2 separate regions of the Gossypium hirsutum genome follow, and region 1 is linked to region 2. Evidence: chromatin contacts called from public Hi-C data. All regions are on one chromosome and are shown on one strand. The core of a region is the stretch at or near the end of the contact, and the rest is flanking DNA. Distances in the headings are between cores, read along the strand shown. Region 1 has its middle 33 kb from the start of LOC107914538. Region 2 holds the start of LOC107914531 (B3 domain-containing transcription repressor VAL2).

Region 1 (2,700 bases), core at 19-2,518, 89 kb before region 2:
CGTGTTTAACTTAATCCAATTACCTGTCAATATCAGACAGGAATTTGTTGTATTCCTTTTGGACACATACACCTTGCATGTAGAAGCATACTGTTTAGCCCAACTATATGATTCTTTAATCACTTCATCAACACTCCACGATACTCTTTGAAACATATGTAAATTTCAATTTTCCAAATACGCCAAGCGATTAACCCAAAAAGGCATGACCATTCCACCTCCCCAAACAAAATTTGTGGCTGATTCTGCAAGTTAGCCACTAGCTATGCTTTCAAGTCCCCAAAGAAAAACCATTTGCACTTATCTTCAAGAATCACATGTAACCAAATATCTTTAGTTGCTCTACAATCTCTGATAACATGTAAGCCATCCTCAGAGTCATGGTCATAAAATCCACATAAACTGTTGCTCCTTCTCCCCCTCCTTACACGCTCGATATTAGTTAGAAGACGTTCTTTAATCATCATCCAAATGAAGAATCTAACTCTTTATAGACCATGAAATTTCCACGGAATCTGCCATAATCCATTTTTTGGATTCCACGTCATCTCACGAAGTTTCCTATAAGCATTTTTAACAGAAAAGGCCCCAATAGTAGACCTAGCCCATATAATTCTATATTGACGTGCAGAAGGATGTGGAGGGGATCCCCACAATCTTTCTAAATATATCCTTCAATAACCAGAGATGAAAGAGATCCAAATTCTATCTGCCATCTTCTATAACCATATCCAAAAGTAAACAATCCCTCTCAAGATTAGAATTTGAATGGATTTTTTCTACAAACGGCCAAACATTTGGAAGCCAGGGATCCAACCAGCATTTAACACTGCAACCATTTCCCACAGACCATATTAAGTTTTCACAGATTAGAGGCCAGGTCTTTGAAAGGGCCCTCCAAAGAAACGAGCATCTTCCCATCAATATATCCTTTGGAGTCTCATCTTGAACTTTGTACTTTGTACTTCGACTTCAGGAAACTTACCCAAAGAGAATTTGCATTCATCATCACCAATCTTAGCCATAAAGGAAGTCTTCTGATCCTGCAGATGCCTAATGCCCAGCCCCTTACAAGATCGGGGTTGGCAAATATCTTCTCATCTAACCATTGTTATTTTCCTTCCCCCAACTGAGGATCACTAGATAAATTGTCTAACTATGATTTCTATTTCTACACAAATATCTTTAGGGACCATCATGGACTATATGAAATAGCTTGGAATCGACAATAAGACAGATTGAGCCAAAATGAACCTTCCTACCAGAGACAAATGTCTCACATCCAAACTATACAGCTTACTCCGAACCCTATCCACAACAAACGTTAAAGTACTATTAGTAACTTTATCATCAAAAGGGGGTACCCCAAATACGTACCGAGGTTTTGAACCTTATGATAACAAAAAATACTACTGATCTGCTCCCCCAACTCCTTGTTAACACCTTAGAAAAGAAGATGTTCGTCTTTCGAGAATTAACTTGTGGCTGGAATAACCACAAAAACTTTCCATCATACCTTTTATGATTTTGGCTTGCTACACCTCCACTCACTCGAAAAAATGAGATCATCTACAAAAAAGATGTGAGAAAGGGTAGGCCCTATGCGCGAAAACTTGGTAGGCTTCCACTGATCCATGGTAATGGCAAACTTAATACCATGTCCTAACCAATCCATGCTCAAAATGAAGAGGTATAGAGGAAGCGAACGCCCCTATTGGATGCCCCTAATAGGTCGAACCTTCTCAATTGGGACTCTATTTATCATGATCTGCAAATTAGAGTTCGTAATAGTAGACATAATAACATTACAAAGAAAATCAAGGATATCTGTAGCATGGAGAGAAGTATCGATAAACTCTCATCTCAACCAATCATAAGCTTTTTCCAAATCAACTTTAATAACCATCCAGTTTCTGTTCTTCTGCTTGTTTTTCATGGAATGAATAACTTCTTGATCTATAATAATATTATTCATGATGTTTCTTTCAGAAATGAATCATGCTTGTTCTTATGCAATAATCTTAGGAAAAATTACTTTAAATCGATTAGCGATGATTTTTATTACCAGTTTGTAGAGGACTGAACATAAACTGATTGGCCAAAACTAAGAAAAGCTTTCAGGATTATGAACCTTGGGAATAAGAATAATTAAAGTGTTATTTCAAATCTGAATTAATAGCTTTCTCGAAAAACACTAACCTAACCCAATTACAAATAATTGTACTAATGTGGTCCCATTGAGTCTGAAAGAATAAGGCATGAAACCCTCCGCTTCTTGGAGCTTTAAGCAAAGCCATATCAAATAGGGTAGTTCTAATTTCCTCATCTGTACCTTCATTGCTCAAAAATGAACCTCCGCATTCTCAAGTTTAGGAAACGCACTAGATGGAATTCCACTCAAAGGTTCAAGAACCTCTCCATATAAACTCAGAAAAAACTTAATCGCCTCAACCTACAGAGCGTTATCGAAAACCCACTATTCGTTCTCATTCCTCAGAGCAGTAATCCTATTATGCTTTCTCCTATGAATTATTCGTCTATGGAAAAAATTAATGTTTTGATCCTTCAAGACTAACCAATCACATCTTGTTTTTTAGCTCCAAAGAAGTTCCTCATGCTGGACACTCTCCAAGTCTTCATGCACCTCTATTTCTTGCTAAATTAACAAATTAGAATCTGACCTTCACATAGCCTTTTGAA
Region 2 (2,700 bases), core at 184-2,683:
ATGCTAAAATCATAATTTCAACATCTTTAGCAAGCAATAAAAGGTTAAATAAGTTGATCTTACAGGGTTCAATCCTGATTTTTTAGCGCAGCTTATACAGATAATGCCCCCTCCACTATCGAGAAGCTCAAGCAAGCTCCTGGAAACAATACATCCACAGTGGAGACGCTGCCATTGCCAAGACATTGAGATTTTGCACAACACTATTACAAACGGAAGAGAAAATTGGCAATGACAAGGCAAGAAACTAAACACTTGGGGTCACACACCTTGCCACATGAACTGCATTCCCTCCACCCTGCATCCTTCGAGTGGAATATGTCGCAGAATATTGACTGTTCATATGCAGACCTAGACCAAATATAAATCATAAATGAATTGCTTTTAAACAATTGGAGTTCTTTCAATGGGAATTGGGATCAGTTCGGCATAATTTCTGCCTTCTTTGGATTATGTCCTGTATGTAGCTACTCTATATAATTCAAAACATAATCAAATTTCCGGCAATGTTAAAAGAGGATGGATATAAGTACAAAAATCTAATCGTTTCAATAACTGTTCCATTACTCTCTAGCTTCCATGAGTGAATCAATTCAACCAAATTATATTCCAATTCACGTAAAAAAAAAATTAAATACTCACAAACAACAAATGCAAATAAAATAGTTTCAATTGTTCTGTCTTAGACTAGGAAAAGTGAGCTTAGCTAATTACTGAGCTTACAAAAGAAGGATTAAGTGATTATAATTTCATAATTACCCGCATTTATCGCAGAGATTGGCGAAATCTCCAGATCGCAAAGCCCAGCCTTTTCTCCACTCAATCGACGTTGTAGCGCCGCATAGTCCATTCATGCAACTCTTTGACGCCATGCTCCAAATTTAATCCCTACAAATATTTTTTTTTACAATACGAGGGAAAAAGAAGATCAAATCGGAAACAGTGAAAACCCCCCTATAAAGATTTTGTTCAAGAAAATCCACCCAGCCAGCTAAAACGCAAAATAGAACAGATTCAAAATCAGTCAAAGTAGGAGACTAATCAATTTAAAAAGAAAACAAAACCGAAATAAAAACAACCTTTAGAAGAAAATATCAGGAGCTTCGGCTTCACCGGGTGTTGAAAATCGTTGCGAAAAGAAACGGTGGCGACTTTTTGTTGTACTAATTAGCAACTATGAGACTTTGAGCTGACGAGGTTTGAAAATAAATTATGGAAGAGAATCGAGAAAGAGAGAGAATAACGAGGAGTTCCGACGAGGGAAGAGTTGAATCGGCGATGTGAGAGATAGCAAACAACTCATGTGCATGCAAAAAAAAAAACAAAGAGAGAGAAAGAAAGAGAAAAGAGTTTGGTACTTAGCAAAAAAAAAAAATGCATGCACGATGATACTTCAAGACTCGGCGAACTCCGTCCCCCCACCCTCTTTTTTCTCTTTCTTTTCTCTTATTATAAGATAATGTTCAAATTCCACATAGAGTCCCCCTACTATGCCTTCTTGGTGGATTTAATCCTTTAATTTAAGTGTTTATTTTCAGAACATTTTTTTTATTTATGTCAAATAATTTGATGTATCTTATTCTTTTAAATATATATTGGTATGAATTCATACCTTTTGCATTTGTACAGTTAGACCAATTTTTATACATTTTAAAAAATAAAAAAATATGTAATATTTATTTAATTACATAAAAGAATTTAAATAGAACTATTTAATTTTAACAGCATTAATATGGTAACCTATATGGCATTTTATATATATCTCATTCTCTTGGTAGATATTTTTAGGGAAAGGATTATGATTTCTTGATGTACTTATTTAATTTTTATTAAGTGCACACGGATTACTAAGTAGGTTACAGTATGATTGTTGTTAAAATCTTAATATTCCAAACAGTTTTTCTACCGAAAGAAAAAACAGGGCCAAAGTGATTAAAAGAAAAGAATTAGATCTAAAGTGAGAAAAGAGATAAATATTAGGGGTTAAATCAATCATTATGACATTTCATATTATAATACTAGAAATCTGTTTGTGTAATAAATTATTTCCCGTACTCGCTGCGTGCTTGTTGTTGAGATAATCGCCCAAGGGGAAGCGTTTGATCAGATGCGGGACCCGGTGAATCGGCTTTGATAGGTTTAAAAAGCCATTGCTAATTTATCACGTACTAGTTAGCGCGTCATTAAAACTTTGATATTGAACAAAATTAAGAATTACAAATATGAAGCGTATAAAACTACGCTTGTGGATATCACCGTAAAGTGCGCCACTAGGCGCTTTTTCTATCTTAACGCATATTTTCGCAGGCCATAAGTATCAGACACGAATTTTCGATATTACCCTCGGCTGTCCTTTTCTATTACGAGTAAACCAAGAAGAGTTGACGTTATACTTTGGAGAAATTGGTCTTTCGACAGTCCACGCCGTCCAACGGAATTCTGCGTGCACATGTGTCAACCATCAAGGATCATTATTATACTGTTGATATTTTTGGTTTTCTCTTTTATTTATTACGTCATATTAATGATGTGCTGATGTTAGGTGACCTGGATGCCAGTTTACCTACCTACCGCGCTGAAAGAGAAACGCCAACCCACGCGCGAGTGAATTCAAAACGGTGGCGTTGATGAGTGAAATGGACGCGCATAGGCACGCGTAGAGTGAGAATGAAACGGAAAACCAGTTTGGCTCTTGTCCGA

What was found. Hi-C and Micro-C count contacts between places; a contact is called where the count stands out from the background.
Region 1: a Hi-C map of leaf shows a contact between it and region 2, with 1.7 times the contacts expected there. The contact joins the enhancer-like site here to the promoter of LOC107914531 in region 2. A contact is called at or near these places in 5 of 34 Hi-C or Micro-C datasets (callus, leaf and seedling).

Annotation. Positions count from the first base shown.
Region 1 is chrD10:19,143,254-19,145,953 of Gossypium_hirsutum_v2.1, reverse strand. No RefSeq gene overlaps it. Among protein-coding and RNA genes, the nearest start is that of LOC107914538, 33 kb to the left of the region's middle. Within about 2 kb of position 1,268, at least 8 of the 9 cell types and tissues checked have an H3K27ac peak or open chromatin away from gene starts, as enhancers often do. A contact at or near this core is called in leaf, where this site is marked.
Region 2 is chrD10:19,054,291-19,056,990 of Gossypium_hirsutum_v2.1, reverse strand. It overlaps LOC107914531 (B3 domain-containing transcription repressor VAL2), which reads right to left and starts at 1,433. Exons shown (of 13, transcript XM_041102166.1): 1 at 1,080-1,433; 2 at 760-888; 3 at 270-351; 4 at 64-168. The coding sequence starts at 872.